Regions from separate parts of the Mus musculus genome. Here region 1 is linked to region 2. A link is a contact called in public HiChIP or PLAC-seq data. All regions are on one chromosome and are shown on one strand. Each heading gives the region's core, a stretch centred on a gene start, on an enhancer-like site or on the middle of the called end of the contact. The rest is flanking DNA. Distances are from core to core; before and after follow the strand shown. Region 1 holds the start of Nfasc (neurofascin). Region 2 holds the start of Cntn2 (contactin 2).

The links. HiChIP or PLAC-seq counts read pairs in DNA pulled down with a chosen protein or histone mark.
Region 1: a contact with region 2 is called in an H3K4me3 HiChIP or PLAC-seq map of embryonic stem cells, with 7 times the contacts expected there. The contact joins the promoter of Nfasc here to the promoter of Cntn2 in region 2. A contact is called at or near these places in 9 of 39 promoter capture datasets (3T3-L1-derived adipocytes, the HPC-7 cell line, HPC-7-derived erythroid cells and 5 more), 8 of 484 Hi-C or Micro-C datasets (cerebral cortex, cortical neurons, embryonic stem cells and 2 more), 9 of 115 datasets of contacts at active chromatin or transcription factors (differentiating embryonic stem cells, embryonic forebrain, embryonic hindbrain and 4 more) and 2 of 9 other capture datasets (embryonic stem cells and macrophages).

The regions. Positions count from the first base shown.
Region 1 is chr1:132,738,936-132,743,485 of GRCm38.p6, reverse strand. Nfasc (neurofascin) reads left to right here and starts at 1,689. Exons shown (of 30, transcript NM_182716.4): 1 at 1,689-1,815.
Region 2 is chr1:132,540,959-132,545,017 of GRCm38.p6, reverse strand. Cntn2 (contactin 2) reads left to right here and starts at 2,078. Exons shown (of 23, transcript NM_177129.5): 1 at 2,078-2,295.

The sequences.
Region 1 (4,550 bases), core at 440-2,939, 200 kb before region 2:
TCCTCCTTGGAAGACTGTGGAAGAGGATTGCTTGTTTAGCAAGAGAGAGACACTGTTTTGGTTTCCTTGGGTACTGCATTCACCTGGTGCACAGCACAGGCAGTTAAAATACCCGTACACATAAAATAAAATCAATGAATCTTTACAAAAACAATAAAAGTGTAAGCAATTGTTTACTTTTTCAGGTCTGATACAGTGAGGATGACATGTGGAGCTCAGCAGGTGCCTCTAGAGTGGACACAATAGTCACCACGCATCACCAGAAAATAGCTGCCTCTTGCTGCTCTAGGGATCCACACAACAGGATGCAGGGAGCTGGCCTCTTAGGATAGGAGAATTCTTTATTCCAGGGACCAGGCCACCACTGGATGCTTTTAGTAAAGGGGGGTGAGGGAACTCTGCCCTCCACACAGACCTGAGTGCTTTCAAGTGCCTTCCCCAAGTCTTCTAAGAGTCTGTCAGGTGTTTGGGACCTACCAGGGTCCAGGGACCCTATCCCTCTGGTTGGGTTGACTGGCTCCTTAGTGTCATCTGGTTCTGGTAGGGTGAAGTCTCATTCTCAGGACTAATACCAGGGTGATGCTGAAGTATTGGTTTTAAGTGACTTGCTGCTTTGTATATGTAGTAACCTTGAAAAAAATCGCCCAGGATTCTGACAATCTTGCTTCAAGGCTTTCAAAACTGGCCTCCCTCCCTGCCTCCTCTTTGCCTCCCATCTGCAGCTGTTGGGTTGGAAGCCCCTAGCTGAAGAGAGGCCATTTTGTCAGTGAGTGGATGAGCCTTTACTGAGCACAGGCTATGTGTGGGGCAGGGGGGTGATCTGCAGCGTCTCTTTTCCTGAGCCCACAGGCAGAGGTGGGTTGGGGGGGATGCTGAGACTGGCAGGTGGGTTCAGGTCTAAGTAGAGGTGATACCTGGGTGTGATCACAGAAGGAGTCTCAGAGTGAGTCTCAGAGTGGTGGTGCCTACGGGGCTGTAGTTTTAGGCAGGGAGCTGAATTAGAAGCTTCTAAGGGCTCATTCAAGGTGGGAGGGGGTACAGGTCTCCACCTGTGCACATTAGCTGAGGTCTACCAAGGGGGCGGGATCTCAGCTAAGACGCAGCCCACTTTGCATGCTCAGACCTGCTCAGTCACCGAGGCAGGGCTAACATTTGGATATGTGGTCTCCAAGTTCAAGGTTTTTCCACTCTAACTCAAGTCTGGGACAGTGCCCCGAGTCTCCCCCGGGCAGAACAATTCTTACAGTTTTAAAACAAGACCCACCTGTAATGTCCTCATGCTTTTTCTTTTGTTTGTTTGTTTGTTTGTTTTTTGCCCCTTGTCAGCTTCGGATGAACAACTCAGTGGAAGTTTTTGGAGGGAGCTATGCTCTCCAAAGCTGTGGACAAATTCCTGCCCCTAAGAACTCATAAAGGGGTTATTTGCAGGACAGACCGCAACAGTTCTGGCTCCAGGTCCTACGACAACACGGAGTGCCACTCTTCTGAAGGAGTATCCAAGATCAAGGGAGAAAACAGGGTTCCCAGACTCTGGTTCTGCAACTTGATCCTTAGCGCGTGGGGCGGACTGTGGCACCTGAGCATCCGTCGGAGCTGCTGGGTCCTGGTCCCAGCTTCTCGTACGCAGGGAGGGGTTCGGGGGCGCGCACGCAGGCCGCCGGGGACGCGCTGGCCGCCCGGGGGCGCGCACGGGCTAGTCTCTGCCCTAATGCGGCGGCTGGCAGCGAGAGGTGCTGCAGGGGACGCGAGGGAAGTGGCGGCGCCGGGAGCGGACATCTGGGACTGCGCCCGGGGCTGGAGCCCGAGCTCCTCGAGGTAAGGTGAGCGCGGGTACCCGGTAGGGTAACAGAACCCGGTCTCGGAAGCCCAACCAGCGGCACCCCCTTTGATTCCGCTCTCCTCAGTCCATCTGCATCCCCCGACCTGTCCCATCCCCCTCCATCCACATCCCTGTGCTTTTTTTTCTCTACACTGCCACCTGCCCGGAACCCACCAGATTCTGGCAGTGTCTCCCTCCAGCTTTCAGCCCTCTCCACCCTAATACCCTTTCGGACTCGGCTGGCAACATCCCATATTCCATCCCTCTCCCTCGCTCTCTCTCTCTTTCCTCGCTGTCTCAGCCTCACCATTGGAGACCAGCCAGCCCCTGTGTTTTCTCTCTGTACACCTCACTTTTCAGTTCCCCATTCCACTTATGTTTTCCTGCCTCACCCGTGGCCCCTCTGCTTGCCCTCCCTCCCGCGGCCCTGTGTAGTGCTGGCCTTCGGTTGCTCCCTTCCAGTTTATCCTCCCCGGTCCCCATCTTCACACCCAGTCCCAACCCCTTCACAGTGGCTTCCTTGTTTCCTCATCCTGCACACTCCCTCTGGAACATCTCCCCTACTCTCCTTGGTTCCTAGCCGGCCTACTACCCATCACCTTCTCTGCCTGCCCTTCGTGGTGATGTAGGTCCGGTGCTGACTGGGCTTGGACTCAGTCTACCCACCCTTGTATCGTCCTACTCTGCCACAGAGGCCTAGGGCTCAGTGGGCCAGGTGTTCACTGCTGTGAATTCAACCTCTCTAAAGCCCTTTGCTGCATGTTTGAGCCTGTTCATAGCTTTGGAAGAGAGATACTTGGGTTTGTAGGCCTCTGTGTGGTCCTCTCCTCTCCTGGAACTATTCAGGTTTGCTTCCTAGATGGGATCAGAAAGGGCTTGAGGCTGGGAGAAGAGGCAGGTCTAAGGGAATGGCCCTCAAGCTCCTGAGACTTGTCCTGAGTCCTGGGCTGCAAAAGCCTGGCAGAGAAACCTTGCTGGAGGGCCTAAGAGTTGGGGTCTTAGCAAAGACTTTTCCTCAGCTTCCAAGCCAGCATTCTGGCATCAGGAATGGTCCTGAGTGTGACCCACGACATGGCTGGGAGTGGTCAGAGTGCTGAATCACGGAGGCTGTGGTCCCACAACAGCCCACCTCACTCACTGAGCCAGGGTCTACTTTTCATTCCTCCCTTGGCTTACTGGCTGAGTTATGCATGCTGTGTGTATGTGTGTTGTGTATGAATGTGTATGTTGTGTATGAACATGTATGTGTGTTTTGTGTATGAGTGTGTGTGTGGTTCTGGACAAAGATGCCTCCTCTAGCTCCAGAGGAGAGGGTGACAATATTCCTCTTCTTGCCTGTCTCTTTCTCTGATAGGAGGGCCCTGATGTGCCTCCTCTAACCTTGGAACTGAGGTGAGCCCTGCTGGGCCCAGATCCAATCTTCAGTAAGGCAAGGGCAGGCCATAGCCTTTGAGACCAGGGTGCACAGGAGATGTGTGGTTTGAATAGGGCCAGAGACCAGCAGGTTCAGATCCCATAGAACTTAAGCCTAAGTAGAAGCTGCCCAGGGAGAGGGTGTGGAGCAAGGAAGACCCTGGAGAGGCTGTGGGGGCAGCCAGAGGAAAGGAGGCAGAACTCAGTCCTCCCTGTGACCAAGGATGCTGGATCGGTGGAACTGCATGCAGGAGGCAAATGAGAGAGAGGAGGGATCACCTTCCTGTCCAGTACATTTCACCTTTTGCCTTGACTAAGCTGGTTCTTCAGAGAGAGACAATTTTCTACCCTTACTCTTTGGATTAGGCCGAAGGAGTGTGTGTGTGTGTGTGTGTGTGTGTGTGTGTGTGTGTGTGTGTGTGTGTGTGTGTGTGAGAGAGAGAGAGAGAGAGAGAGAGAGAGAGAGAGAGAATATGGTATTACTAAGAAAAGAGACAAAACCCAAGAAATTGTATATGCCTTTGTAAAATAGGGCTGGCTTCCCAATCCCCTGTCTCAAAGACTCCTCTAAAACCCTAGGCTTTAGAGGAGGTAAGATACAAACTGCAGTCTGGCCCCGGCAGTTTCCCCAGAGGTTCTTGCTTTGGAATACTGAGGGGCTGAACACAGCTGACTGAAACGTGGGCTGTGGTAATTCCGGATGGCCTCCAGACTGTGTCTGTTCAGGGGACACGGTGTTGGGAGACTGGCTACATCGGCTTTGTCACCCTTCTTGGTCCCCTCCCCGTTGCCTGTGGGGGCAGGGCGGGAAGCTTCTCCTGGCGTCGGGGCCTCCGATCTGCCAGCTTTTCCTGGTATCAGAGAAGCATCACCTGCAGCTGTTGTCGGGAGCTGATTGGATCAAGGCTCTGACGTTGAAGTGCTTGATTGGGGCTCAGGTTAAATGGGGCTTCTGATAACAGCCTACATATTTCCCAGCTTTGTGCAACGAATCTCAGCCCTTGCCCCCTTGTTTGGCATCACAAAAGCTACAGAGAGTTAAATCCAGGCACGCCAACAGCAGAGCCAGCTCCCCAGGGAGCAGGGGCAGGACCTGCCAATTGTGCTTCACTGGCTGGCTCAGGTGGAACTGCATGCAGGAGTGGTTCCCTGTGGACAGAAGCAGGCTCTGCTTACAGTGGCTGGCTGGTCCTTTCACCGTCACACGGAGGGGTGGCTGAGATCTGAGGTTTGGGTTTGAGGTGGGGCAGATCTCAGGAGGGTCCTGTTTTTGCAGTGACTCTGGGACAGGCTTTCTCCCATCATCTGTCACAACTTG
Region 2 (4,059 bases), core at 829-3,328:
AGGAGGGAACCAGAGGGGAGAAGGGGAGGAGGAGGGGGAAGAACAGGAGACTAACACCTCCTAGAGTATATTGGGTAATGCTCTTAGCACAGCCCTTGGCCTTGTGGAGACAGGCAATACTTCTGCTATTACCAAACTAATAGAATTCATGACAAAGACCTGCCTGGATCCTCACATACCTACCTCAGGCATTCTCCCAGAATGAGAGCATGCCAGAGGCTGGCACTGAAGATCCCTGGTGCCCACTCCTGCAACTCATCTGGACCAGGCTCAGCTGATCACTCAGCACAAGTTTGGACTTGTCTTTCTAAACTGAGATCCTGGCTTAATAAATATTTCTACTATGCTGGTCAGGATCCACCTGCAGTGGGGCAAGTTGGCTGGAAGGGGATCTGAGAGAGCCTTTGAGAACAAATTTGCTGACACTAATAACACCCCTGGCCCAGACCTGATCCCCACCACAAGGGCAGCAGTTGTCCTAAAATAGAGTCAACAAAGACAGCGGTCTCCGTCTAAAACAATTCTGCAAACAGTTTCCAGACCATGGTTCATCAGCTCACTGCAGCAGGCACATCACTGTTTGGCAAGGACCTGCCTCCTACTGTCTTCTGCTGGAAACACCTTGCAGAGCCTCTAAGTGGATGGAGCACGTCTCACTTGGGCGATGTTAGCTGTGTAATGTAACTCAGGACCTTGAGAACAGCAAACTTGTCACAGACAGACAGACAGACAGACAGGACCATGATATCGGGGATAGGCCACCCTGGAGGAGGTGGATATGACTGTCTAGTCACAAATTTAATTAAAAATTACCTGAGAAACATCTTAGTAGAGTTTAGGCATCTCTGTATCAGAACAAAGACGTTGTGCTTTGGAGGTGTGCCCGCCCTTGCGGGGCACTGAGAGAAGAGAGGCAGAAGTCTCTGAAGCATTAGGATCCTCATTCTTCCCCAGGCCCACAGCCACTGGCCAGTCAGCAAGACAGGAGCCGCGTTCCTATTTGACAGGTATCACGTTTGAAACTCAGAGGCTGGCCAGCTTTGCCAGCTGTTGCAGCATCTGGGCCACTAGCCAGTTTGGCCCTGGACAGCAGGCAACCCAAGTGGGGTGAAAAGACAGTGACAGCCTGTCAGGGCTGACTGGTGCTGCAGATGGTGGGTCCCTCTGCCTGCAGACTTCAGTCTTCCCGAGCATGTCACCACACGACAGGTGCAGGGCAGGAGGGGTACACTCCTACCCAGGGTGAACCCCTGGAATCTCAGAGCTAGCAGAGGCCTCAGCCATCTTTAACCATTGCAGGTTACCAGTGTGGCTCAAAGGAGGCAGGGGACTTAGCCAAACACACACATCCTATCAATAGCAAAGACTCCAGACCCACCAGCTTTTCATGAAGTCTCACCTTTTGCTGTCTAAAAGAGGGCTGGATCTAGGGGTACCCGTGTACAAAGGTGTCCAAACTCAATTGTATAGTTAATATATTTTGCACATTACGATGTATTTTGTGGTCTCATTTTCATAAATTAATTCTCACAACCCAAGTGAAAATATAAACCTAGAGGTGGGTATTCAAATTTGTTAAGAATGGGTTAAGAATCTGAGACTTTTGCTATTTTTAATGTCTTTTACAGTTTAACCATTTTGACAGCAACAACGACAAAATTCCATGTTACTTCTGGGCAAATACAAGGAAAAGGAACGTGATGGGCGAGGGGACCGGGATAATGGAGGCTGAGCCCTTCTTCACAGCTGCCCCGCACAGCAAATTGGAGGCTTGCTGTGGATCCCATTCTCTAACAAGGGACTAGGTAAGGAGAGAAGCGAGACGCCGGGTGCCCTTGTGTCTCCAGAATTTCAGAAGCAAGAGACACTTTTTTGTGCCTTCTCAGAGCGCCCCTCTGCAGCTTTGGGCTGGGCACGGAGCTGGCCAAGCTTGATGGAAGACGGCAGCGCTCTGGCTCACTCCCTGGTCCTTAAATGACAGCAAATGAGGTAAAGCCAGGAGGGTGGGGACGGCGGGGTGGGAGGGGGCAGAGGAAGCCATCTCCGGCCGAGCGTTGGCTGAGGAGCCGAGCCAGCCAGTGAGCGGAGCCTGCGAGAGGGAGGAGCGCATCCTGATGCAGAGATGCTGCAGTGGCTCGGGGCGCGCACACACATACGCACCCTCGCCCGCTGCCGCCACGCCAGGACAGCCAGTGGCTAAGGCCGGCGGGGCCAAGCAGCCCCGAGGCTGGCGGCAGGGTCTGCTCACCAGGCAACCGCAGCACTGCCCCAGCCAACACCCTTCCCGCACTCTAGGTAGGTGCCTATCATTTTTGTCTGTTCCAGTTCAGAGGTTTCCCTGGGTGCTGTTTCAAGAGGGGCTCCCGGCTCAGCCCTTATAAATGTCTTCCTTGAAACTTGGGAGGGGACAGGGACAGGCAGCAGGCTGGGTCCCAATTGATCTCTCATCCCAGCCCCATAGTAGCGACCCCGCAGGCTCTTACCCGTCCTGTCTAGGTGGGTGGCATTCTGCAAGGCCTGATTTACTGGTCCAGGAAGCTGGCCCCTGGGAGGGTCCAGAAATCTGAGCAGGCAGTGGTAACTACCTGCCAAAAGGGTAGGGGCTCCAAGACCTGCCCTGGACCCCAGCCAGTGCCCAGCAGCTCTGTAGGGCCAGGCTCTACCCTGTCCCTGGAACTCCCTAGATGAACCTGAACCTGAGTTTCCAAATGCTGAGTTCATGTGGGGGGCTGCTTTTGCCGGGTGACCTCCTTGTGAAGTCTTGGTTCTGCTGGACTAGGAAGGCTATTGAAGAGAGGCGAGAACAGAACACAAGTTTGGGTAAAGGCTGTCCAGAAGCTGGAACTTGGGAGAGAAACTGAGGCAAGTCACATCCCTCCAAGGGTGAGGCTGGAATGTAGCCTGCAGTTCCTTTTCCCCTCCTCCCTCCTCAACCTTGTCTTCTCAGATCCCTCCCCCTCAGCCTCCCTGGTGGGAGGGAAGGATTTGCTCAAAGTTTGGCTTTCCAGGGGATTCTAGAGAGAGGGGGTAACCCCTCTGCCTAGCCCCATAGCTTATGTAATGGGCTACAGGAGGAAACAGCCCCAGCCAGGGAGTGTCTGTCACCACCTCCAAGACTGGCTGCAGCACTGGGGGGGCAAGAGGCTAAGGTGAAGCCATGCCTAGAGACTAGTGTCTTGGGCTGCACAGGCAGCCTGGACGGTGAAGCTCTGCCCCCAACCCTACCCCATCCCCACCCCATCCCCACCCCTGGGAGGTAGGGGGAGTTGAGCTTCCTTCCGGTCTTCAGGGTAAAGACGCCAAAGTTGTTAGTACATTTGTAACTAGTGTGACCAGCACAGAGTGGTTCTGCATGCAGTGACCTCAGTCCTGTACAAGGGTGGGTTTGAACCCTTCTGCCTAGGAGACAGGAGAGGGAACTGTCCGCATAGCCTGGTCCTGAGCAGCTGGGCAGCTATTTCGGGCACTCCCCCAAACCCCTATTCAGATGCCCCGTCATCCACTTAGCTTCTGAGATGATCTAACACTTGTCCCAGGTCCTGCTCAAAGGGACCAGCTACACTACTAAATGACACGGGCAGCCAAGAGTGGACCACCTGTGGGAGGGGCAAGTGTGACTGAGGCTCCAGGGGCGGGGCCGGGAAATGGTCCGGTGGTTGAAACAGGTGTCATGTTTCAGGGCTGCCTCCGAGTCAGGAGCGTTCAGCTCCTCCCAGGGGCCCCAGCGGCAACCTCTAGGCTCTGGCAGAACCACTCAGTGCTTCTTGCACAAGGTCAAAGTCCTTCCTACTGTCTTGTGGGAATCTTTGCTAATTTAGAGGCAGTCCGGGGATGAAGCAAACAGATAGGAGGGGCTTCTGAAGTGATAGCATCAAAGACACTCAAGGTCCCACTTGCCTCCTTCAGAAGCCACTGCCCTTGTCGGGAAGAAGTGAGGGGTTTAAAGAGAAGGGCTACTGACGGGACTGGTTTCTCCCCTTCCCCAATCTCCACCAGGCCAAATCATCCTTTGCACCTGCCATCCCAGAGCATGTACTCTTCAGATTCCAGCCCTGAGGT